Regions from separate parts of the Mus musculus genome. Here all the other regions are linked to region 1. The links are chromatin contacts, called in public HiChIP or PLAC-seq, Micro-C and promoter capture Hi-C maps. All regions are on one chromosome and are shown on one strand. Each heading gives the region's core, a stretch centred on a gene start, on an enhancer-like site or on the middle of the called end of the contact. The rest is flanking DNA. Distances are from core to core; before and after follow the strand shown.

The links. Promoter capture Hi-C pulls out the DNA fragments that hold promoters and counts their contacts. Hi-C and Micro-C count contacts between places; a contact is called where the count stands out from the background. HiChIP or PLAC-seq counts read pairs in DNA pulled down with a chosen protein or histone mark.
Region 2: an H3K4me3 HiChIP or PLAC-seq map of craniofacial prominence shows a contact between it and region 1, with 4 times the contacts expected there. The contact joins the enhancer-like site here to the promoter of Flrt3 in region 1. A contact is called at or near these places in 13 of 39 promoter capture datasets (the 3T3-L1 cell line, 3T3-L1-derived adipocytes, embryonic stem cells and 6 more), 6 of 484 Hi-C or Micro-C datasets (the AML12 cell line, adipose-derived mesenchymal stem cells, cerebral cortex and 2 more), 12 of 115 datasets of contacts at active chromatin or transcription factors (craniofacial prominence, embryonic basal ganglia, embryonic forebrain and 5 more) and 2 of 9 other capture datasets (adipose tissue and liver).
Region 3: a promoter capture Hi-C map of cranial neural crest shows a contact between it and region 1, with 4 times the contacts expected there. The contact joins the enhancer-like site here to the promoter of Flrt3 in region 1. A contact is called at or near these places in 11 of 39 promoter capture datasets (the 3T3-L1 cell line, cranial neural crest, embryonic stem cells and 4 more), 13 of 484 Hi-C or Micro-C datasets (the AML12 cell line, cerebral cortex, cortical neurons and 6 more), 14 of 115 datasets of contacts at active chromatin or transcription factors (astrocytes, craniofacial prominence, embryonic basal ganglia and 6 more) and 3 of 9 other capture datasets (adipose tissue, embryonic stem cells and pancreatic islet).
Region 4: an H3K4me3 HiChIP or PLAC-seq map of embryonic forebrain shows a contact between it and region 1, with 4 times the contacts expected there. The contact joins the enhancer-like site here to the promoter of Flrt3 in region 1. A contact is called at or near these places in 11 of 39 promoter capture datasets (the 3T3-L1 cell line, 3T3-L1-derived adipocytes, cranial neural crest and 7 more), 3 of 484 Hi-C or Micro-C datasets (bone marrow-derived macrophages and macrophages), 10 of 115 datasets of contacts at active chromatin or transcription factors (astrocytes, bone marrow-derived macrophages, craniofacial prominence and 5 more) and 2 of 9 other capture datasets (embryonic stem cells and macrophages).
Region 5: a contact with region 1 is called in an H3K27ac HiChIP or PLAC-seq map of extraembryonic endoderm stem cells, with 7 times the contacts expected there. The contact joins the enhancer-like site here to the promoter of Flrt3 in region 1. A contact is called at or near these places in 6 of 39 promoter capture datasets (the 3T3-L1 cell line, embryonic stem cells, frontonasal cranial neural crest and 2 more), 6 of 484 Hi-C or Micro-C datasets (bone marrow-derived macrophages, embryonic fibroblasts, epidermal suprabasal cells and 3 more), 7 of 115 datasets of contacts at active chromatin or transcription factors (bone marrow-derived dendritic cells, bone marrow-derived macrophages, embryonic limb bud and 4 more) and 2 of 9 other capture datasets (adipose tissue and macrophages).
Region 6: a Micro-C map of embryonic stem cells shows a contact between it and region 1, with 2.7 times the contacts expected there. The contact joins the promoter of Macrod2 here to the promoter of Flrt3 in region 1. A contact is called at or near these places in 1 of 39 promoter capture datasets (liver), 1 of 484 Hi-C or Micro-C datasets (embryonic stem cells) and 1 of 115 datasets of contacts at active chromatin or transcription factors (pancreatic cancer cells).
Region 7: a contact with region 1 is called in an H3K4me3 HiChIP or PLAC-seq map of craniofacial prominence, with 3 times the contacts expected there. The contact joins the enhancer-like site here to the promoter of Flrt3 in region 1. A contact is called at or near these places in 8 of 39 promoter capture datasets (the 3T3-L1 cell line, cranial neural crest, embryonic stem cells and 4 more), 3 of 484 Hi-C or Micro-C datasets (ECoMG-derived neutrophils, bone marrow-derived macrophages and myeloid progenitors), 8 of 115 datasets of contacts at active chromatin or transcription factors (craniofacial prominence, embryonic limb bud, embryonic stem cells and 1 more) and 4 of 9 other capture datasets (adipose tissue, liver, macrophages and 1 more).

The regions. Positions count from the first base shown.
Region 1 is chr2:140,669,916-140,673,419 of GRCm38.p6, forward strand. Flrt3 (fibronectin leucine rich transmembrane protein 3) reads right to left here and starts at 1,561. Exons shown (of 3, transcript NM_178382.4): 1 at 1,331-1,561. All of the region lies in intron 3 of Macrod2 (mono-ADP ribosylhydrolase 2), which reads left to right.
Region 2 is chr2:141,171,380-141,174,883 of GRCm38.p6, forward strand. All of the region lies in intron 5 of Macrod2 (mono-ADP ribosylhydrolase 2), which reads left to right. Among named protein-coding and RNA genes, the nearest start is that of Gm25583, 470 kb to the right of the region's middle. Within about 2 kb of position 1,967, at least 4 of the 459 cell types and tissues checked have an H3K27ac peak or open chromatin away from gene starts, as enhancers often do. A contact at or near this core is called in craniofacial prominence, where this site is marked.
Region 3 is chr2:141,150,195-141,153,698 of GRCm38.p6, forward strand. The region is part of intron 5 of Macrod2 (mono-ADP ribosylhydrolase 2); the gene reads left to right. Among named protein-coding and RNA genes, the nearest start is that of Flrt3, 480 kb to the left of the region's middle. Within about 2 kb of position 1,952, at least 20 of the 459 cell types and tissues checked have an H3K27ac peak or open chromatin away from gene starts, as enhancers often do.
Region 4 is chr2:141,072,775-141,076,278 of GRCm38.p6, forward strand. All of the region lies in intron 5 of Macrod2 (mono-ADP ribosylhydrolase 2), which reads left to right. Among named protein-coding and RNA genes, the nearest start is that of Flrt3, 400 kb to the left of the region's middle. Within about 2 kb of position 1,922, at least 10 of the 459 cell types and tissues checked have an H3K27ac peak or open chromatin away from gene starts, as enhancers often do. A contact at or near this core is called in embryonic forebrain, where this site is marked.
Region 5 is chr2:141,049,086-141,052,589 of GRCm38.p6, forward strand. All of the region lies in intron 5 of Macrod2 (mono-ADP ribosylhydrolase 2), which reads left to right. Among named protein-coding and RNA genes, the nearest start is that of Flrt3, 380 kb to the left of the region's middle. Within about 2 kb of position 1,851, at least 3 of the 459 cell types and tissues checked have an H3K27ac peak or open chromatin away from gene starts, as enhancers often do. A contact at or near this core is called in extraembryonic endoderm stem cells, where this site is marked.
Region 6 is chr2:140,393,796-140,397,299 of GRCm38.p6, forward strand. Macrod2 (mono-ADP ribosylhydrolase 2) reads left to right here and starts at 1,635. Exons shown (of 19, transcript NM_001013802.3): 1 at 1,635-1,926. The coding sequence starts at 1,881.
Region 7 is chr2:140,932,779-140,936,282 of GRCm38.p6, forward strand. All of the region lies in intron 4 of Macrod2 (mono-ADP ribosylhydrolase 2), which reads left to right. Among named protein-coding and RNA genes, the nearest start is that of Flrt3, 260 kb to the left of the region's middle. Within about 2 kb of position 1,918, at least 6 of the 459 cell types and tissues checked have an H3K27ac peak or open chromatin away from gene starts, as enhancers often do. A contact at or near this core is called in craniofacial prominence, where this site is marked.

The DNA.
Region 1 (3,504 bases), core at 311-2,810:
TTCCAAAGAGATGGGTGTCAGTCACCTGTCACTCTGAGTCAAGCCTAAGTGATCGTAGCCTGGGAGCTGACAGGTTCATCCTTCTGTTTATACTGGTTAGGGTATTCTTACACAGTTAAGGATGAATAAAGGAATAGCCACAGCTGAAGCACTTTTCATGGCTTTGACCATGTTGTTTCATCCCAATAACACAGCAAATATGTGCATTTTGAAGCATAGATTTATTGAGAACAATCAAAATAATTATTAAAAACCATTTGATTTTGTAATTTGGAAAACACCAACATTTTCCATCTCCTTTTCATTCTAAATAAGTAATAAACCCGCTCCCAATGTTGAGAAAAGATGGGCCTGTTGCACTCTTTACCTTTATGCAACCATTTTGTTTCAGACATAATTTACTGAAAAACATTTTTTTTAATTAGATACACTTAAATACCTTTTGGAAGCTTTGTGGTCTAACGCATTTGTATCAATACAATATTTTTCACTGTGTGTTGCAAGTGAAGGGACACTCTGCCTTTGCCATTTGATGAGGCTTCCCTCCCCTGTTCCCCTCACTGCATACATCAAGCACGGCTTCCAGGGTGAGCTTTGTTAGTTTTTCTGAGTGGACTACCCAGTTACTATGCTAGTCACATTCTACACTCGCCCAAGCGATAGGCTTTGACAGTCTCCTGGACTGGGAATATGGTTTGGCCCGGAGATTCTGAGTTGGATTTACTAGTTGAGATTCCCGAGCCCGGAATGCCTGAAGGAGCTGGGGCCGGATAAGCAGTGCAAGCTTTCAAATCTAGGTGTAGCTGTTAATCCTCTACAGAGGCATCCCAGTCTCCCAGCGCAGCTTTGCTGGCGGCGAGCAAGATGTATGCTTTTCATGTACTGCGTACTCATGGGCTGAGGGGTTATTGATTTCTTTCACAGTTATAGAAACAGCGATAGGTGATCATACCACACATACAGTACACACCAAGTTAGCGACCTTTCGCTTTTGTAGCCGAGAAAAATCTGCCTCTCCTATCTCAAACACTCAACTTTCCAACTGCAGTTTTCCGTGAAGCTCTGCGCGGATAGAAATTGCTTGAAACAGAGAGGAGCTATTTATTATTTTTAAAAATGATTTAAGTCTGTAAGAAACTTATAACATTCGGCTATTTTGTAAGACTTTCCCTAGAGCTGGCTTGCACGCACATCTTTGACCCGTCCTGCTGACAGAGCAAACGTGGCTACTTGGATCCCTCATGGAACCAAGCTAGTCATTTCCTTCTAGAGAGTAAGAGCAAGCGAAGTTTCTGGGACAATTATGAGAAAAAGCATGGAAAACACTTACCAGGAAGACGAGGAAAAAGCAATCCTTTATACCCTGCTGCTACAGCTGTAATTCCATTGCCTGTGAGTTGAAGTAAAAACCCTCCCCCGTCTCCGGAGCGCGGCATCCAGTGCACACAAAGCCACGGCAGCTGCAGCCTGAGCGGTCCTGCTTCAGATCACTCCTGCGCTGAGGACTGCGCGCGAGAGCATCCAGTTGACTGCGCGCAGCCCACCTCCAAGTCTGAAGTTTAAAGCTTCACCTCGCAGTGGTTGAGGAAGGGGGTGATGTCATAGGTGGGCAGGACTTAGCCCAGCTCTTGTTCAGTGAGGTAACTGGATAATCAGACAGATGAGCTTTGCCAACGCTAGAGGGGGTGAGAGAAGCCGAAATGAGCCTTTCAGTTTGCCAAAGCTGAGATGCCATTTGGTTTGTAGGCAGCAACTCTGGAATCTCCGCGCTCCCTAAAGTTTACTACTGCAAGGTAGTGATAGCACACTCAGAAAAACACAAGCACGCTAGGAGAATATTTATAAGATCACAATAGAGAAACAGGTGTCTGATGCTCAAGCCATCTGTACCAAAAATAAGTTAACAAAAGTCAGATTATTTTTATTACATTAAAATCGTAACTGTGGAGAACAGAGGATGGCAATCCCAACTAATATTGATTTGGCAAATGAGAAAGCAGGGTCAAATGGTGATTTACTTAGGAGAAGGGAGAAAATGGAAGAACAGTGAAAAATATTGAAGAAAGCAGTCTTATTGGGAAGTAGAAAGGTTTTTTTTTCCACATGCATTTTCACATAATGAAGACTGTTTTATGTACTACTAGAGAGACCACCTACATGTGTGCATAAGGGTATACCTCTACTTCAGAACTAGGAAGATACAATCACTCATATTTATCAGTCTTCCCTAAAATTAAAAGGGTTGAGCCTAACTACATTCTTTTTTATTATTATTATTATGGTTTTTGCTGCCACGAGCATGGCTGCAGTCATCAATATCTTAAAATATCTGTTAGAAATGGTTCTTCCAGGTTTAAATCATTTTAATTTGCGTACATGAATAAATAGTGACAGTTGCAAGACACTAAGATTTCTCTGCCTAATTAACAGGATTCCAAGACTTTAATTTCCAGGTATAATTTTATCATCAGTTTTCTGTTATTTGGACTTGTAAGTTTTCTCCTAAGTAAGTGAATTTAAGTGACGAATCTTGTTTCTATATTTACCCAAATAGCAATCTCCTTTCCCTTCTTTCTTTGCTTGATTCTAACAAGCTCATGACTTTATCCTTTCTAGGAAATGGTCTGTTTGTCTCTGAAGGCTAGTTGTCTGTCTTAGGAGTACATGGCTATTCTCTCCGTTAGCTTCACGTGGTTCCTAACTTGAGTTTGGCAGCTGTTTGACCTTTAGAACTCCCCTCTGAGAATGGGTGCTCTCAGGAGTGGAAGGTGACCCCTCGATAAGAGATGTTCCGACACCTATTGTTCTATGCTTGCTCTCTTGCTGACTTCTGAGGAATGGCCCACTGAATGAAAGTAGGACTTTAGCATGTTAACATCTATTGAAAAGCCAATTTCTCAGAAGTCTTCAGTAGTGCAGGTTAAACTGAGAGGTGGCCGTAGATTTTTGATGGAAAAAGTAGGTGTAACTGATAACCTCTCAGGAAAGGATAGGAGTGATTTCAGTTACTGAAAATCAAACACCTGGATTAAATTATTGTTTGAAATAATTCTTTCTAGAAACCATTTTCAGATGAGAGTTGATTCTATTTTAAAAGGAAAAATTTGCCTGACCAAATTCCTGTGGGCTTATATCCATATTTAATCAGATCTGTCTCCATTCAGCTGCCTGAAAGCCTTCAACAGAAAAGAAAGATAAGTGGGAAATGTGGGTTACAGGTGTGCTAACGGAAAGCTGGCCGGTCTGGGAGAGAGGTGCTCTGAGGATGCATTTCCCTACTCGGCCATTTGCTGTACGACCTCATAGGACCTGCTCCTTGCTTTGGTTTCATTGCATGGGAAATAAAGACAGCAAGAATTTATTGAATGCCAGCTATGTATTCTGCCCCGCCTCCAAGCGGTGAATTGAAAATGTAGCACATGCAAGAAATTGTCAAAAATGTAATCTATCCAAAAGGTATTAACTTTAGAGGCAAATCTTAACAGAACCTTCATTACCATCTTT
Region 2 (3,504 bases), core at 717-3,216, 500 kb after region 1:
GAAGGAAATTAAAAGCTAAAGATTAACACCAAAGGCATGAGATTTAGCCTAGAATGAATTATTCATGAGCATGTTTCTTCCCCTGAAAATCTTATTTTCTGAAGACTAAAGTGGAAGGAATCTTTTATATTTACAACTAGAAAATATAAATGTCAATAGATTTAAAAAGTAAATTTTGTCTTTCCATGTACCTAAAATGAACTATGGAAAAAATGACTCTAAAAACACAACCTTACCCTTGATGTATGTATATATGTCAAAAGTTAGGAAATTTCACAGCAATGAAACTATGCTAGATGTGTTTAGGAACTTCTAGTGAGGATACTTTAGCTGTGTTTGCATGAAAATAAATACAACATAGCATTTTATTATTCTTATTATTGAAGAATTTCAAGCACGAATAGATGAGTAGCAAAACTTTGATAAAATATTTCCTCCTAGTAGTTGCAGTTTTTATTTATTTTGGAGTTTGAAATTAGCTGTACTTAGAAATATTTTGTCCTCCCAAAGTTACAAGTCTGAAATGACAATACAGGTCATGAGAATGACCATATTTCATGGAATTGCCCACCTATCTCAAGAAAAATTAATCGCCCTTTCCCAGGTATCCTGTAAAACCACAATTTAGTATGGCAAATTATCATGTTTTCCATAGGAAACAAGATATCCATGCTTTTAAGTGTATCATATACCCGCAGGAAATTTAATTTGATTGGTGTTTTGCATATACTCAAATATTGTTTTTGTCAGACCCACCCAGGGCTTTCTGGCTAGGAGAGGAAGCTTACACTTTGCTGTTAGAGAAGTTCTGTAGTGATGACGCCGCTTATAATAGCCTCCAAAGAGAAATATGTAGAATACAGCACAGCTAAGGAAATAAAGTTAATCAAAAATAGGAATTTTCAAATAAGAGTAACTCTCCCACTGAAATAAGACAAAGAGAAGAAAAATTAGGCTAGAAAAGTGTGAAGTCTATAGTGTTGGTAAGTGTTAGAACACATATTGCTGATAAGCTAAGCAAGAGCATGTTCTCTTCCTAGTGTGATTCTATTATGCAACAAATAGATGATCTAAATTATTTGTTTTAAAATCAATCAATCAATCAATCAATCGATCAATCAAAATCTCCCTCTTTATCTCTTTCTCTTTCTCTCCCTCCCTCCTTTCCCTCTCCATGCTCTGTGTGTGTGTGTGTGTGTGTGTGTGTGTGTGTGTGTGTGTGTATCTGTGTGTCTGTGTGTGTATCTGAGTGTGAATAAAATCTTTACCCATCTCTTTTGTCAGGAGCCATTAAATTCAATACCCGGAGAATGTTGTAAATCAGTGTCTATAAAATTAAAATATGCTTGAAAGTCATAATTAATTGTGTAAAATTCTTTTACAAGACCAGACAATGGTTTTACATTTTATGTTATATTAAAGATTGAGAAAATGTCATTTATGAAATCTAATAAGGCAGAACATTATTATGTTCATATCGAATGTTTGACTAATCAGAGTGGATTAAAGGTACCTTGTGGAATATGTTATATTAGTTGACTAATTCTTGTCCTAATTATTAATGTTCTTTGGCAATTGTAATACCTTCTATAAGCATCTCTACAAAATAACTTCACAAACACTTCTTAATCATCACAGACAGAATATTGTTTGCTGTGTTAATACATATTTAATAGCCTGGATTTATGTTTGTCTGTTTTAAGGAGCAGATTAGTGAATGCCAGAGCTGTCACCCTTGATAAAGCTGTTCCACATCTTTGGAGTTTAAACATGATACGTTAAAGTGTGTGTGCTGTCCCTTATGAGCAGTAAGTGGTTTGCAAGATAAAAGAAAGAAATCAGAAGTGAGGTTTCCATTACAAACTTGGATGGTATGGATTAAATTCCCACCCTGCTCTTCCCCTCCCTCTCATTCCCCAGAACCTCAGTGTCGCCTATGACATACAACCAAACAGGAGACATTAGAATCACATTTTTCACAGGGATTTGAAATGTCTTTGTGGTCATGGTCTGGCAGTAATTGAAGCCATATGCCTTGGGTCAGAAGAAAACCTATATTGAAACAGAAGAACCCATCTCTTGGCCCAGTGACCTCAGGAGAGTTGAATTATCTTGGTGGATTTATCCTTGGCAGCAGTGACATGGGTTATTTGGGCTGGAACTTTCTCCATGCAACTCTAAATAGTGATGGGGAGAAGCAGGAATTATCCACAGAGGAGATGGTATCAGTGATAAGTAAATGCTGTAAGCAGCTATGTAGTTCTCTTGTCTAGCACCTGTTAGATGATCTGTTGTAGATTGATTTGTGATTATGCAGTCGCTTGGGTGTCCTAGTACTTTAAAATAGTAGGCTGATGGAAGGAAAGATCATATGAAAGAGTTTGCGTTAAGTTGAACACTGTAGACATTGGACAACCAGCTTTTGTCTTAAATTACATGGCCTTTGGAATGCCAGCATATAAGACAAAGCAATATGATCTTCGTAATGGCTGTTGGCCTCTCTCCAAGTGACACATACATGAGAGTTATGTAGACTGGGTCACTTGAGGTTTCTCATTTCCCATAAAATAATGTTCATCATGGACTGAGTGGAGGTCAGAATTGGTCCCTAAGTAAATTTTTTCCTCCAGTCTCCTGTAGTCATGCATGAATATAGTCAGAAGCTGACTGACTTAATGGCACTGGCTGTTTAAAATGCTGCTGATGAGTGTTTATGATTTGACAAGAATTTTGATATAATTCATATTCTGAGGAGAACTAGTATTGGTGCTATATTTTTTTCCATACTGTGTAATTTTGGTTATAGGCATAGCCAATTTTTTGAAAAATTTTGATCAATATTTATCAAAACTTCTCAATAGTCTTCTCATGACCAAACTACCACATATTGTTTCTTCTCTTTTTCTCACTCTGAAAGTAGTAATGAAGATGCTTTCTCTAATGCTCCCTTCCTGGTCCTCATCCCTTTCTGTCTCCACAGAGCTTTTCATCTCAGAAATGTAGGATACAAAAATGTTTCTTGGCCTGGGAATGGTAGGCACATGCCTTTAATCCATTCACTTGCAAAGCAGATGCAGGCAAATCTCTGAGTTTGAGGCCAGCCTCTTCTACTACATAGTGAATTCCCTGACAGCCAGGGCCAAAAGAGAGACCCTGTCTTCAAACAAGCAACAGCAGCACCCCTGAAAGAAAGAAAAAAAGAAAGAAAGAAAGAAAGAAAGAAAGAAAGAAAGAAAGAAAGAAAGAAAGAAAGAAAGAAAGAAAGGAAGAAAGAAAGTCTTTTATTCTCTTCATTCCAATCTGTGCTCGGGGAAGAGTAAAGTAACCAATATTTAAATGTGTTCCTTGCTATTCTATTATGGTTTTCCTGTGCATAAACTTGCTAATTTGTAACCAGGGAGGCTTGAGAAACTAATTTGTTTTCTTATGTGCTGGGTCTGCATTCATTGAAACAAATATTACTGGGTTTTTTTTTCTTTTTTTTTTTCCATTGTAGTGGCTGCA
Region 3 (3,504 bases), core at 702-3,201, 480 kb after region 1:
TGAGTCTCCACTTACCCCTCTTGAGTATGAATGCCCCAAGAGGAAGAGGTAAGTGTGCCATGCTTCCATTCAGAGTATTTTGTCAGAGTCAGTGTTGAAGACATGGAGGGTTCTGAATCCACACAGGAGAGAAGGTAAGGACCCCATCGTACAGAATTAAGTTTTATGAAAGATGCCTGCTTGTGTGTGCCATGCATAATACATTTGGAAGGTGCACATATAAAAAAGTAATGATTACAGACTACTTAAGCATATGTGGTTATTAATCCATAATTAGAGACACAGGGGTAGTAATGTGAATAGAAGAGCAAAGTTATGCAAAATACTGCTGCTACTTAATATTTTCATTACCCTTCCTTGACTTTCCTTAGGGGAATGATAAAGGTTGCTGTATGGATAGGGATGATAGCCAGTTACTGTTTGGCTCAATACCTCTTAGGTGTTGCCAAACATATCTTGTTTCTGAAAGCCCGACAACTGTTCTGCAAGGCAGATTTTCATTTTCATTTTACATTAGAACACAGGTTAATTAACTTGTCTAAAAGTCACAACTCAGTCATGATTTAAACTGGGTGTCTCCAATTCTTAGACATGGCTACAGAACAATCAAAAGGACAGGATAGTCCATGAAGGAGCCCAAGGTGGAAGTTTTGTTGATTCCACCATAGGCCAGCCACTTGGTGAGGCACTGTGCCTGCAAGTCTGAGCATTGCTGGCGGCGTTCCTGCCCTCTGAGAGCTGTACCTGTCATAGAAAGGGCACCTAAGCTAGGAAAGAAAGCAGGGCACAGCAGGTGATAAATGTTGGTGACAACTTCAGGTGCTAAGAAAGCTAAAAGTTAGAGGGATTCATTGACTTTAAGATTTCAGAATGGCTTTTTGAGGAAGGATATTTTATCTGTAAGTTGAAAGAGAACTAGGCTCAAGATGCTGTAGGTGGGAGAGCAGAAAGAAGTGCTCTAGGCAGACCATAAGACCCACTGCTATCATTTCAACAATGCAGGGATGTAATAAGTAGGAATTGAATTCAAAATGGGGAATGGACATGGTAGAAACTGGAAAGATGGAGTCCCTGGGAGCCACACCATGTGAGTCTTGATGCATTTCCACACTGGAGTCATAGAAAGCCTGTGGAGGGGTTGACATTGGATCTGTGATCTGCATTCTCCCTCAGTCTAAGCTGTGGCACACAGATCGAATAGGAGTACACTTCAATCTTTGTGTACGAATGGGAGGAGGTTTCATTGGGAATTCTGTGGGTGAGGAAGAATTAGGTGTGTCTGTCTATAAAGGGTATAGGGGTCTTGAGAAGAAAAGCCATGATTTTATAGTGAAGCATCCCAAGAATTATAAGGTTGCTTGTGTGGTTTGTGAAAGTATTTCTGAGAGACTTGAAGAAGGCTTGCTTTCCACACAAAAACTGTGGCTGGCTATCTTTTAGTCAAAGATCTGGAGCAACCCACCTCTACTTCTCAAAGGCATGCTGGAAGGGTTGGGTGGATCAGAAATAATATTTTGTCCTGTTTTCTTAATTTTAAGAATAACTACATTTACCATTCAAAAAGATATTTTCTTGTAAGATATAACTACTGATGTATGTCCGATGAGCTCAAATCATAACTGTTTAAACAAAAGAGAAGGCAATCTCCTCACCAGGGAGCTTTCCTAGAAGGCCTTAAGTTAACATCCCATTCATGTAACAGGATTCCAAGCTTGGTGGGTTTGGGTGTTTATTTTAATCTTGTATTGTCATTAGCACGTTTGCTACGTGAGTTACCCTTGGGTGTGCAGTGGAAATGGCTTTCTATCGCTTTCTCTTTGTGTCTTTCTATTTTAAGGATTTAGGGTATTATGTCTGAGTGAATTGGTTCACAGGGATCTCACTTACTCACTGTATGCTGCTGCGCTTTTGTTCTCCGTCTGGCTAAGCCACATACCTCCTGAATAGCATGCTCACGTGGAGGTCACATGATGTGGGGGTACATAGGTGCCAGATTTTCATTCTGCCTGGGCGGTGCGTGGTGCACAGAAAGCCACTGGAACTATAAACTCTAATTTCTCAATCAAGAATAGTTAGGAAACCAGAGTTCTGCATTTTCATTAACACAGGGCCCTGCATGCCAGCTCAGCTTACTACCTGCTAAGCCTCCTAGGTCTTTTAGAGAATGTGCATTGGCAGTTTTCCAGTCTCACAAAGGCTCATAAATAACTGCCTTTCATATGAAATGTATTTGGTTTGGCATATTGACACTGGAATACATTATTCTTTTAGCAGTTGAACAAATTAAAATGAAATGATGGCTCCGTCTTTTTCAGTGTAATAAAATGAGCATAATTGGGTTACTATCTTTATCTGGCAGTCAGGAATTAGATAGTGTGCCCAGTTGCACTACAGGACATTTACACATATCCTATTCCTGGTGTTGTGATAATGTTCCCACATACTAACAATTACAAGAGAGAATGATCAAGCAAGATGATTGCAGTCATAATATCTCGGCCCATTATCTTTCAAAATCCTTATGATTTGATCTTGGATGCAGTCAGGACACCTGGATTTTTGTTGCTGTTGTTGTTTAATGTTTTCTTAAAACTCAAGATCATTCTAATGTGTGGCCAAAATTGAGAGCCAGTGTTTTCGTTCCGGTATCAGGGAGAAGTCTCCTCTAATAACATTCTTGTTAAATGTCGTCATTTCTCTCTGCTTTTTGTTCCCTAAGCCTGCTTCACAACTTGGTAAGGATATGGGCTAGCAGAATACAGAAATCATTGAACATTTAGAAGAGTGAGAAGAGGATGACTCATTGGTTTTTTTTTAGACTTCATACTTGATATGACCAGCTATCACTTCAGTGATGCTCAGAGTGACTGCAAGCTACTATACTATGTAAGGGAATCAGATTGTCCAAGAGCTGCTCTGGTGTTTTCCTGTTTGCCCCAGTACATTGGCCCGTTGATTTCAAATCATCGCAGGCATCTGTATAGTAATGATAATCTCATTGCACGGGGTTTATGAATTTACCTTTAACTGGGAGTATATTTGTTTCATTTTATACTATGAAATTGACTTTAATACTTAGTTGCATATTCAGTTATGCATTCATCAACTGGTACATGGTTATTTCCTAACTTTGAATACAATGAGAACAAGATGTATCAAAATGAAATCTGACATCTTGAGTGTCATAGAAGGTTTAGAGGTCAACTTTCTGACCATCTCTTTATAAAATGAAGTTCTTTCTTTTATACTCAATAGATTTTGTTAAAGTGTGATAGGACATGAACTTAGGTTGTTTTAAATTATTGTGTGTACTTCTAAAGCTTTAGGAAGCTGTGAGAGCATCCAATGAGAATGTGAGGCATCTTTCACTTAAGATAAATCATTGTTTAAAAATAATGTAATGCCTTGCAAGGTGCCATCAAGTTTTAATAAAGAATCTTTAATTAAAACCATAGATGGCCATACCTGTAATCCCAGCACTTGTGAGATAAAGGCGGGAAGATC
Region 4 (3,504 bases), core at 672-3,171, 400 kb after region 1:
GCTATCCTTAAAGGAGAGCATGTTGTTGGATACAAAAGAGAGCTCCGATAATACCAAAATAGGAATGTGAGGAGAGGCAGAGGTAGCTGATTTCCTAACACACTGGTGGCTGTTCATGTGCATTCTAAAAGGTTCATGGCTACAATGATTATAAACAGACTATAGAAGATATCATCTTACCCACAACATTATTTCAATAAAGTAAAGAAGAGATGAAACTGGGAATCTAATGAGGGATGCAGTCAGTTGCTATGCCATTTGCAGAAAATAATGTACCAATGTGAACCAGTAGTTCCACAAATTTGTTTCCCTTTGACTTTCCAGTTCACCACTAGAAGCACATGTTTGAGAGGTAATAGTATATAAGATACAATGGGATATTGTGAAAGAGTGAGAGTTCACTTTGCTGATAAAGAAATAACTAAAGAGGAAACCTAAATACACCACATGTATATTCTGTGCTACCTTGTAAGGTATGAAAGGGATAAAGAAATAATATGTATCTACATTAGGTACCAGTTCATAGGCTAAACTCCAAAGGTTGTATGCATGCCTTGGTAGTAGGTGTAACCTGTGGATTGGATTAGTTGGGAAATGAGCACAAAAGACACAGACGATAGTGAGGAACTTGTAATGAGCTACTCTGGTTATATAAAGCAGATTGTAATATAGAAGCTTTTACTGCTCCAAAATTAAACTAGAAAATTTCCAGGGGAAAGAAACATGCTAAGATGTTTGTTTAGAGCATAAAGCTATGAAATTAAGTATATGTTTTGTGGGATATCTGTTTTAATATTAGATCAATACACTGCAATGTTATTTACTAATACTTGGAAACATCTCCAATATGGTGCTATATTGATACTACTAGTGTATATAATGCTGTAAAATTATAAACATTTGGGAACACATAAATCATATATTAGATGGAGTAGCAGACTTAAGTGTATAATGGTCCATAAAGTAAGACATGATTTTGCAAAAAAAAAAAAAAAAAAAATGGAATTTGCAAGTCATGCATGGTAGGTTACAATAAAAGGAGAGAAATCTAGAAGAGGATACATTAGTTGATGATAATACTCCTACAAAGGTGGTGGAGTGGTGTGTAAATTCTTCTCGTGGATACTTTAAAGATAGGAACATAAACAAGAAGCAAGAGCAGTGTAGCATTTGCTGAAAGCTCTGAATAGACCATTGCTTGTACTAAGCATCCTGAGCAAACTCTCAGAGGTCCTGTGAACCCATTTACAGATGAAAGCCTGAGGCTCAGAAAGGTTAGTTTACTGAATGCATGTGTTCATCCAGGGTTAGCTAAAAAAAAATTCCAGTCCAAGGCTCTCTATATCCAACACGCATCCCTGGATCACCATACTAAATAACTCAATGAAACACTGTCGCGATTAGAAAAGAACCTTCCCACGTCGTTTTCTTTTTAAGTACAAATCTTTGCTACAGTTATCAGAGTATATGTTTTGTGGGTGTGCTAATAATGTTCAAGCATCCCCTGATAGTAATTTAAATTAAACTATCTTGCATATATGAATTATTTCTTTTTTTTACAGTAGATAAAATATGTTAATTTGTGTAAATGGTCTTCTGGGTGCAGATGCTCACACTAAAAGCAGGCTTATTTTAAAAGCCAATTGTCTTTCATTTGAAGCTTCTTTTATATGCATAGTTTATTTTTCTAATGCGGTCTGGATATAGGAATAATTTTAAGGAGGCATTTGTGGCTAAATGAAAGAAAAAAAAAACCCTAGCTCTCTTGGCTTTAGTAAATATTAATGAGCTCGTTGGAAAATCTTGTTAGAGAAGTGCAGCTCTCTTTTGAGAGTTTTCTGCCATCTTGGCCCTTTGTGGGCCTTGCTCCTTTGTTGTGGATTAGCATATTGGGTTGTATGTGCTATTCTGAGCCTCACTTCAGCTCCTTTGTGTGTGCTGACAGAAGGCTCACCTTAGTCTATTATCTGCAGAGTCTAGGCATCTTAATAATATATTGGATTTCGGCAAGATAAAAGCAAATCATTCAAAAGTAATTAATCTGACTCACTCATTTCAAAGCTTCCCCACAAAATGGATGGTGTTCATTTTTGGTCATGTATATATTGCTGTAATTAACAAAATAAAATCTGGCTTTTATTAATTTTCAAATGAGAAGTTGACAATTTGATTTGTTAATTTTAATATCCACCCATATAGATAGATAGATAGATAGATAGATAGATAGATAGATAGATAGTAGCAAATGTATAATTTGATTTAAACATTTTATTTTTATCCCAAATATTATGGTCTCATATCCATATAAGTTTTAAATTACTTTTATTTAAAATCCATTGCATTATTTAATTAGTATTAAAACGATATAATCATCAAGAGGAGCTAATGTTGAGGTTATTAGGACCTCAGTGATAATCCTTTAAAGTCCTTATAAATCATGGATTTCACTTGTTGCTGATGTATTATACTATCTATAGTCTCATAGTATAAAGAGAAAACAGGAAAAAATTTCAATGAAAGAATGTAGGCATTATACAAATTATCTATGTTTAATTTTTAAAAATTAAACATCTTGAGCCCATATTTCACTTTCTATTATTCTAAGGGGTTATGTGATGCTTACAAGAGAATTTTTGGGTAAAGCCCCATTTGTGCATCAAAATGTAAAATGTGAGTTTACTTCACAGGGTAATCTATAATGAATATTAAAGATTAATAATTTTTATTTGTTTGTATGTGGGGGTGAGAGAGAGAGAGAGGGAGGAGAAAGGGGGTAGGAGAGAGAGAGAGAGTGAGAGACAGAGAGAGAGATGAACCAGGGTTTGCAGAGGACTGAGAGGGCATTGGATGCCTTCGAGCTGGAGTTAACAGGCAGTTGTGAGCCACCGAGGGTGAGTACTGGGAACCAGGTCCTTTCAAAGAGCAATAAGTACACTTAACTACTGAATCACCTCTCAAGCCCTGAGCCTGTATAGTTTTAAGTGACAAGGTTTGTGAAAAAATCTTACCCCCATAGTAAGCAAGCATATATACACATGTAAGACATTAAGTTAAACAAATATAGAAATCCTACTAACCATAAAAAGTTTTTGATTCTTTGAACAAAAGGCATAAAGCTATATTAGCTGTAGTATTTTCAAAAAAAGCCATTTGTTTCTTCTTGTTTTTGAAAACCTGACAGATAAGACTGCATATATTTACCAGGTCTATGCTAATCTGATATATATATTTGATATATAAGATATATATATATATATATAAAATGAAACATATCTAATTAACACATGCATCATTTCTGTGTATAAGGAAACTTTATATCCACTCCTTCTATTTTTCAGATATTGTCCTCTGTAAAGACTTATAGTGTTTTAAGTATTTTTATCTATTGTTATTCAATGCATGTCATGATTTACATACATTGATAGGCCCCTTCTAAAGTGTTTTTTTGTTTGTTTGTTTGTTTGTTTGTTTCAATGTAACTTACTTTGAGATAACATTAACAGT
Region 5 (3,504 bases), core at 601-3,100, 380 kb after region 1:
TGTGACTGACTGCAATTTGCCTGGCACATTGGATTTTGACGGTTACTTTTCTATCAGTCTGTCAATCAATCATCTATCTATCTATCTATCTATCTATCTATCTATCTATCTATCTATTATACTTTTTTCGGTCTTTCTGTGTTGTTTTAGGCCATATTATGCAACCTAACTATCATTTTTTTCTCATTTTATCTATTCCTTATGTCTCACTACCAATATTTTAAAATCTTTCTGATTAAACAAGTGCAAGTGAGCTGTGTAGATGTCTTTCCTAATTGACATTAACTGTACATCTTCTTCTAAATGTGGAGTCTCCACCTAAGGGTTCACATTCTTGCTGCTGACTAGCATCTGCCCTCTGAAGACTTTCTCTATCTCCATCTTCCAAAGATATTTCCTACCTTGAATATTAGAGTTGAAATGAAGAGGGAACATGCATTCAGTTTTATATTTTTTCATAAATTATAAGTAAGCTGAGCACCAAGTTTTCTGTAGTTTCAAGCTGAGACTTGTTTGTTCTCTTAAGGGTTGAGAAAGTTGTTTAGATTTCTCTGGAGTCAGATTTTTCCCCTAGATTTTCTTTTCAGAATAGACAACTATCTTTGATTTATTGGAGTCTCTTGCTAACGCATAATTAAAACTCCCTGAGAATTCTTTTGAAGTCAATTTCTGCCTTTTTATATTGAAGGAAAGGGGGAATAAATCATGTCTTCATCTTTGTTCTCCACGAACCATTTTCAACATTGCTAAAGGAGTGAAACAACCCAGTTAATCTTTATATCATAAAGCTTCCACAAAAGCCGTGTGTAAATTACTGGATGTGTTCAGGGCACCCATTTTTCTTGAAGATTTTAAATGTTATTAATTCCAAGGACTAGGAGATAGTTTATAAACTGCCGATGACATTGAAATATAATTATTCTCCTGTTGGAAATGGAAACCACCTCACTCTGAGCTTGTTGTTGGCCATTTCCTACTCTGAGCTGATTGGATGCTTGTCTATATGGTCAGAGAACTCAGCGGGACTCTACCATCAGCTCCCCCGTCTGGCAGCTCTTTTCCAGTTCTTAAAACTTCTAAAACTTTCCGCATAAGTATTGCCAGTTAACTCATAGACAGTTGCACTGTTCTTTGGCCCACATCTCAAACATTCCCCTGAGAGCTGTTTTCACTTTCTGCAGGGTACTTATAGTTTATCTCTGTAGGAGAATGGTTTTGAGTTTGGCACTTTGTCTATTTATTTCTCCTTCTAATAGAACTTACTTTGGAGCTAGCTAAGCCACTGCTAGCTGGCTTCCTAAGTGCTGCTCAAACCTCTTCTATCAGTGTGAAGCAGTTACCTTTTCCTGCAAAAGGCTTAAGAAAACTACAGACCCGAACTTTTTAATAGGGCTATGATGAAGAAATGTTCAAATACATTCAGGCTCACTTTACCTGTATCTTTTCAAAACAGGGTCTGTGTTGCTAAAAAATGTATTTGTAAAAAAACATTTTTCCAGGAGAGAGTCAAGACTTGGAGATCCATATTAATACCATCTCTGTATCTTAAAAAAATGAGGAAATCATTTTCAGCAAGAGAAACTTAGGGATGAGTGCCAACAACATAAATATAAGTTAGTATGCATTAAGAGAAGTGAGTGGCAAATCTGTATAACTCTGTGTGAGGGTCTTGGAGAATAGCTACACAGCAGGGCTGTTTTCCTACAAGACAAAGCAGACCCATAAAAACATGATTGGGAGTGAAATTTAGAATTGGCTGGTATCATCTTCCTCACTTCTTACAGCTTCTGACATGGTGAGTGCCCCGTAATGCCTTAATGCTCTTAAGAGAATAGTCATTGTTGGGTATCTTGGAGAAGGTAATATGGAACAGGGCTACAGTCTTCTTTTCACTATTATGCCATACCTCAAGTATACAAAGGCTACCAATAAATATTATGGTGCCTTCAGAGTTTACACTGACTTAGAGAGATTTTGATGAGAAAGGTCAACCTTTCTTGTTTTGGGGGCATTCAGGGACTTTTTCTGTGATCCTGAATTGAATTGCCAGTATCTCCTAATCTCTCAACTCTGACTGTTGGTAAGAGAAAACAATAGAAGGATTAATGGCTCAGTTGAGAAATGTTTGCTTGCTAGACAATGGGAAGGGAATTGGGTAGACATACTTATCCTTCCTGTTTACATTCAGTAATGTAACCAGGATATTAAAAAGTCTGTCTAATAAAGATGGTGGAGTTTCTTTTTTCCCAGTTGTAATTTCTTATTGTGAAAAGCTCATCAAATTGAGCAGGAGAAAGGAGAAAAGAGAAGAATGAAAAGATATTTGAGAAGTCAGTGGTGTAACAAAACAGTACTAGCAGCGAGAATGAAAGCAGGGTGGGTGGCACATGTCACTGAGCTTGCATGGAAATGGCAGGCATTTGTTCTCAGATGGAGGGAAAGGGAAGGAGGGAAGTTGGGAAGGAAGGAAGCAAAGAGGGGAGGGAGGGAGGAAGGAAGGAAGGGACAAGGGTGAGACTCCATTTGCTTCTGCATACCTAGAAAGCCAGCTGCTTCCACAAATGTGTGTGACATCTTATATACAGCCTAGTAGGTCAGTGGAATTATTTCCCATGTGGAGACACATAATCTTACAGAAGTAACGAAGATATCTTTAGCCGGGCAGTGGTGGCACACACCTTTAATCCCAGCACTTGGGAGGCAGAGGCAGGCGGATTTCTGAGTTCAAGGCCAGCTGGTCTACAAAGTGAGTTCCAGGACAGCCAAGGCTATACAGAGAAACCCTGTCTCAAAAAACCAAAAAAAAAAAAAAAAAAAGAAGAAGAAGAAGAAGATATCTTTGACTATGAATAACTAATGTAGTATTTGAATATAGAGCTCTTTTTCCCCTCATTGCTAAAGCAGACTTACTTTTGCAGTTGCTGATTTAATATTGCTGTGTGAATTTTGTTATCTGATTTGTGGTACCCTGTGAGGTCTATACATCAGGAGTCATTCATCTGATTCAATAGATCGAATGGAGTTTTCCAAAACCTTTTCTTGATGATTTGGCTAAAGGTAAAGCATTTCTCAGAATAAAAGTTAAACTGTGCTTATTTCCTGAAGGCCTACTATGTGTAGGTGCTGATAAAAGACAAGGAATCCATCCTGTCCCTGACACAGTGTTCTCTGAACTGAATGAAAATACAAAACAGGAAAAGTACAATTCTTTATTACGTACAGCAAGGCAAGAATGGTTACTTGTCAAATCTGTTGGTCCGTAAATCCATAGTTTGTCAGAGGCATCTGGGATACATAGCCTATCATCACTGTTGCCAGGAGACTGAGGTGTTTCCCCTTGAGGGGCCTTTCCTCAGGAAAAGCAGAAGCCTTGTAGTTAGTAATTATATGGAGTGGAGGTCAGAGACAGTACAGGCTTTAGAGTTAAGCAATGCTGTTTAAAGAGAGACAGACAGACCCTTAAGAAAAGGACAATTGTATGCATGTGTGTACGCTTGCCTGTGC
Region 6 (3,504 bases), core at 385-2,884, 280 kb before region 1:
CTAGGTGGCCCCATTAGTATGAGTCTCTGGTGATGGTGCCACATCATGGATGGAATGTTACATGTCAAGCTAGAAAGCAGAGAAGCACAAACAAGACTCTCATAATTCTCTTTGGAAACAGGCCTCAGTGACATCCCTAGGACCTACTTCTTAAAGGTCTCACCACCTTGGAATTGTGGCACATTCAGGAAGAAAGCTTTGGATGCTTGGTCCTTTGAGGGACATCCTCCATGTGTCAAACCACACCTCTTGGTTAATGTTAACACTGCCTTGACCATCCATGAGAACTTCGTCATCTTTCCTCCCAAAGTCTACCCCATTGCCATTTTATCTGGATTCTACATGAGTCAAAGCCCTTCTTATTTCATTATCAGTGTGATTTCAAAGGCTTCCTTCTTGAAGCTTTTTTCTCCCAACAAAAATAATGTTTTATGTATTTGATAGCATTTAAAGAAAAATCCCAAAGAAAAATGTCAAAATAAATATTACTGTTTTATGATGTTGTGAATTCATTTTTAAGTCTCATTACTCAAACATTCTTCCATTCTTTACAATTCTCAGCTTGGTCTCTCTTTTCCCTTTTCTTTGTCATTGTCATTGTCATTATTATTATTATTATTATTATTATTTTAATGCGTTTTACTTCTCTTTGGTGGAAGGCAGTTTAAGGTTGAGGCACGAGAATCCCTAAATTGTGGCAAGCCTGAGCTACAAAAGACCCACTCTAAAAAACAAACAAACGAACAAACCGTGTTCCCTAAAGTTATTTGCCAATGCATATAACTATATTGATCCTAAATTGATGAATAGATGTGAGTTTCCCAAATCCACTAAGCCAGCTTCGTGGAGAGATAAGTTTGGGGTGCAAAGAAGAGGGTGCAAAAGTTCTATGTTCTAGGTCACTGCTCTTGAGGTAGATTCTCTGGCAATTGGATTTCCTGAATCATGAGAGAACTACCTAGGATGGAGCTAGATCTTTGGATGAGAAGTTGTTTTGAAGTCAATCAGGAATAAAAGACAACCAGGCACTAGTTGGATTTACTTTGATGTGGGACTTGGTTCTCATACATTTTGGTCACCAGATCTTAAAACTCTCGAGTTGGCCCTGTGTACTGTGAAGCTTTTGAAACTTCACAGAATTCTAACTAAATCTCTAACCCACGATTGAGCAGCGGGTTGCACACGGTCTGGATCTTTTCTTTTGGTTCTATTTGTCCACCGAGAGGAAAGCGTCAGGTAAAACCTGTTCAGACGAGGCGGTTACAACTTCTAGGACGGGTGACCTCTTCTTCATTCTACAGTCCCCTAGACTCTCATCATTGTCAGCGGGGTCTGGGTCATCAGGCACACCTGCTGGCAGGCCACGCCCTCAGGCCCTGCTCCTCCCGCTCCCCGCAGGCGGTGGCTGCACGCCCCGCCTCCGTCGTGAAGCAGCCTCCCCGCTCCTCGAGCTCTGGCCCCGCCCCTTCCAGCTCCCCAACGTCCTCGGCGTCGAGCCCAAGCCTGCGCCTGCGCCTGCGCCCTGAGGCTGAAGTAGGGGCGCGCCTTGGCTAGAGCCGGGAGAGCGGCGGGCGGAGCAGCCAATGGGCGGCGGCGCTGCCTGGCTGCCGGGAGGCGGGGCCTGCGCGGGTGTTAGGTTAGCGCGAGGCGTGACCTAGTTGACAGGCTCTGAGGTGCTGCTGTGGCGGCGGCCGCCTGGCAGAGCGGGCGGGTCGAGGGAGGAGGGCGGCGACGGGCCAGCGGCTAGCGGCGCGGGACGCAGAGCCTTTGCACTTTTCCCTCCCGAGTGTCCCCTCCATCCACCCCCCACACTCCACACACCCTGTTTGCCCGTGAGCCTGGGGAACTTGCAGCTTAAAGCCAGCCACCCCCACGGCAGCATGTACCCCAGCAACAAGAAGAAAAAGGTGTGGAGAGAGGAGAAAGGTAACCGGCCCCGCGACCCCGGGGACGGGCGGCGGGTGGGTGGGGGCGGGGGCCCGGCGGGGCGGCGCGACGCCCTCCGCCCGCAGCCTCCTCGCGCCCTCTCTCTCTCGGCCGGTGCCGCTCCTGCCCGCGGCCGCGTCCACGCGCGCGCACGCCACCGGCCACGCGCCGCCCGGGCACCTGCGGCTCGCGCACTTGTGGGCGCACACCCCTCCGGGCGCCGGGTCACCTCCTACCCCGCGTGCTCGCCTCCCGGCAGGCGCGCGCCCCCGGGCTAGGGTACAAGTTGGTCAGGACCCCAGCTGGCACTTTGTACCTCCCGCCGGGTGTCCCGCGGACCGGTGCCGGCCGGCCGGTGTCGCTCTGGCTGCAGTTGCTGAGCCTGGGGAGCATCTGCACCCGCACCTGCCTTCCTCCGGTCCCAGCCTCTGTCCTCCTGACATCCCAAAGTGGCTGGGGTCCCCGCTATGCTCAGCTGCAGTGTGACTTTTGAAATTTGGAACCCAAAAGGAGCATCTTGTCGGAGAGAATAAGTGCCCTCGGAGAAGTCTGAATGGGCTTTCCTCGGCAATGTGGTTCTCTGTTGCATCCTCATTCATAGTGTGAAGTCGCACGGAGTAAGACAGCGAGCACTCTGTGAATGAACCCTTCCATCCCTGAGTTTTGTGCACATCGAGGCTTATCCAAATCCGTTAGATTGACAGCGGCACGGATTCCTTTAAGAAATAGAACTGTGCGATAAGTTCTTTTTCTCCTCCTGTCTGTCTCATCTCAGTTTCATAGGTCATATTGTGATGTAATGCTTGATTCTCTGGCATATTTTTCTTCATCTTTTTCTTTCTTCTCTTTTAACCTGTTTTCTTACCTCAACCTCCGACCCCAATTTCAGAAAAACTATTTGCATTGCTACTACCAACTTGCACCAAATTTGCATATAAAAGATGGAGCAAGGGTGTACCATTTCCTCAGGACTGTCTTCTTACGGAACGGGGCTAAAGGGGGTAACTCAGTTGAAAGTTGATTTTCTTGCTGATAGCTTGTTAAACATTTTTGTTGCAAGTCTCTGTCCTTTGTGAACCTTTTGACCAAACAATGGACTTAAAAGTGAGAATTAGAAACAATTCTCTAAGTAGTGCCTGCTTTATGAAAAAAAAGTATCGAGGAGGGAGTATTCAAATCAACTGCAGGGAAGTATGAATATGGTCGAGTAGCGCAGTTAAAGTATCCTTTAAATATTGAAAGATTCGCTTTAGTGTCATTGTTTCAATGAGTGTGAGTGCTGAGAGAACTAAAAGTCAAAGTGTCACAGAACAAATACTCTTTAGCTTGAGAGCTTGACTGCAGGGCTGGGACATAGCTCACAGGTAGAGCACATGCTGACCTCAGTGAGCCCCTACACCTGGTGCTGGGGAAAACTAAACAAGCAAACAGATCAGGAAAGAGCCAGGTACGTGAACTAGTGAGACGTTTTATTAGTGCTTAGCTTTTGTAGTAGCAATTTAAATTGAACACACTAATGTGAGCATCGGAAAAGTTATTTATTTATTTATTTGTTTATTTAATCCGTGTTCTATCTGC
Region 7 (3,504 bases), core at 668-3,167, 260 kb after region 1:
TGTATGAAATTTGCAGGAGCTGATTTGTCCTAGCCATGTATCAAGTGACAAGTGATAAATTAAACAGAGTATTGTTCCCATCTTGCCTTCTGCCTCTGAAGTTGGAAAAGATTGAATTGAAAGGGAATTTCCTTTCTATAATGACACAATGCATTCATCTGTCTCACTCACTCTTTTGTGGTTTGCATACATTTCTGATCACACGTGAGGGATTAACATTTGACTCCTGGTCCCCAGTTGCTTGTTTGACTGTAAAAGAAGTCATCCTTCTTCTCCTTTTACCTTTGTTATCAATCTCCTGTTCCCTCCACTTTGTTCACTGAGGAATCAAACTCTTGAGCAGCTATAGCTCCGCTGCTCCTGAAGTCACCCTAAGTGACCTTGGTGTCCACACAGCTGTCCATCTGATTCTGAAGGAATGTCTCTGTCATCTCCACCCCTTGTCCTATTTTCTAAAGTCTGCTTTTTTTCTCTGCAACCTCAGTTCTGCCCCTGCTAATTCTCCAACTCTTGTAGCACTAAAAACAGTATCATCTTGACATCTGCCTTCCTATCTCACCATTGCTTTCTCCTCTGATAGCTTCACTGCAGTTATTTGACCTTATTAAAAGGACTGATCCATCAACTCTACCACCTTCTCAAGCTCCTTCAGCTCCCGTCTGCATTTCCTTTCCTCCTGATGGCTAAGGTTCTGTGGTGTGCCATTACAACCCTTGAGCCTTAGGGGATGAATGTGACTCAATTCTGATTTCCAAAGGGAAATCCTACCATAAACCACACAACTGGAGTCCTCACAAATCCAAGTGACACCTTTCCAACTACTCTGTGAATGACCTGAAACAACACTAATGAAGCAAAGTGACAAAAGCCCTACACCAAGGAACAAACACATGCCTTTGTTAACCAAGAACTTATTTCTTTGACTAGACTTTTTACTATTAATTAGCACCCTTGTGAAATTTGTGAATATGATCCTTGAAAAGGAAATTTTTGTCTTCCTTCAGCATTGTAAACTACCTATCCCATTTAACCAAAAACACTTCAAAATTATCATGGCTACATTTTACATTGAATGCTGCGCATACACTTTTGTGGCAACAGAATATGATGAAACAAAACAAAACAATTGGAACTGGTAGCCTCATTTGGATTCCTTGATTTTACAAGTGCTAGCTTGTGACTTCAGCCTCATTGTCAGTCTTGTCTTCTCTAAGATGACTCGTGTGCCCTTTATTGTGGAGTTAGTGATGCAGACCTGAGTGGATCATTTTGAGAATCAACTGGAGTGCATTCATAAGTTTATTAGTAGTCTGGGGAGCTCCCCATGAGCTCAGCCTGCCACCACCTGAGTACTTCCCATTGAGAACTACTTTCGTTGTGTAAATCATGATGACTTGAAATTTGGTGTTCCATAGCATCTGGTAAGCATGAAAGAATACGGGTCTTAAATTTGAAAAATAATTTGATAGTCTTATTCCTTCTCTCAAGACTTAAGTGATGAATTCTGGGTAAAATAACAATATTATTGGTTAGCATGCATATATTGTCATTGTTGCATAAATAAATAGCTGCGTAAATATTTGGATGGATCTAAATAACTTCTATATGGGAATGAAGGCTGCTTGTTGTTCTTGGCTTCCCATCTCATCACAAAAGCATCTCCCAAACTTTTAAATTTTCAAATATAATAGTGTTTTTGGAGAAATATAGAGGGAGGAATGCCCAGAGAGGGAGTTGACTTGGAAATGTTTATTTAATCTTCAAAAAACATGTGCAAAATATCAAGAAATTTTGTTATCCTTAAATCTGGAATCATTTTGGAAGATCTGCTTTGAAAATAAAGCTCCTAACAGCAAGGAGCTGGCTTACCCAGCTATCCTGTTTCAAGGAAAACAGAGGAAGGTTCTTGGATGAAATACAATCCATCGCCTTCTTCCCCAGCCTCAGGGAGAGTCCTGCTTGGGGAGAAAGCTATAATTAGCTCAGTTGTTGCTTTTTACCCCAGTTGTTTCTGCTTGGCTTTTTACTTATTGGTTTTATTTTTTTCCTCTCCAATTATTTTTGGTGGTGTTGGTTTTTAAAAAGTCTGTCATATCATCCCTTATAAATTTCAGATTCTGAAATTATAGTCAGAAACATGAAAATTGCTTATTGCATTCAGCTATAAAGTACAATATTTACCAACACTAACATTAAGTTAAGATAGCCGTATCCAGAAAACTTATACATTCAATATTTTATTGCATTTAAATTTTTATTAAGTTTAAAATTTTATGTTTAAACACGTAAAATTGTTTGTTACATTTAAATTTTTATTACATTTAAATAGTTTTTCATTAAGTCATTTTGTTATACTGTAACTCTGTTTTCAACTGTGAATGATTAAACAGATACTCTTATTATCCAATGTCTTCAACTTTTTTTTTTTTTTTTTTTTTTGAGACAGGGTTTCTTTGTGTAGTCCTGGCTGTCCTGGAACTCACTCTGTAGACCGGGCTGGCCTTGAACTCAGAAATCCACCTGCCTCTGCTTCCCAAGTGTTGGGATTAAAGGCATGTGCCACCACTGCCGGTGGTCTTCAACTTTTATTTGCTTGTCTTCAGCTTCTAGTGCAGATTGGGATTGAAATTTTATTTTAATTAGACTTTAAAAGGAATGAACATCACAAGTAATAAACATGTAGAAATCCCCAGAATCATTTTTGAAAGTATATACATCTGAAGATTCATTCAAACTCCTGTTCACACCAAATCTCCCCTTTGCTTAATCTAGATATTTCTGACTAAAGGTGAAACAAAAGTCTTGTTTTTATCCTTTTTATCCTTTTACTTTCACAGTTTTCTCCAGAAGTAATTTTTTTTACCATTTTTCTAAGTATTTTATTATTAATTTCAAGGTGACTTTCAATATTATTATTCAGCTTATTTGTGTGACTATTAGAGTGAGAATTCTTAAGCAAGTCCTATTTTTTATAGTTTCACAATTCTTGGTGATAATTTAGAATATAATTTTATTAGGATAGTATAATTTTTATAGCCACTAATTATTTTTATTTATGTTTTTACATCTTAATTCTCTACATTGGTTTAACTAAAATATCTCCACTGAAACTAAGGTATATTATTCAGTTTACAAGTTCCTTAAGAATTTTTACTAGGAACACTTACTGTGAAGATGCTAAAATAATTTGTTTTGAAGTTCTCTTCATAGTTTAAGTACATACATGGAAACGTAATAAAAGAAGCAGTTTGAGGACTTGAAGAGTGTTTGGTGGAGGATTTTGGACTTCCTAAAAAGGCCTGTAATCTCACCCTAAGTATGTTCTTCATGCTACAAAATTGGCCCTATATTTGGAGGTGGAAAATTATGTAAATGTATTGGATTGATACACGATGAATAAAAAGTCTTCCAACAAGGAGAAGGGAAAGACCAGATGGGTTTATTATTATTGAAATCCATCAAACATTTAATGAAGAACTCCTATAAAGGCTTCTTAAAGCATTT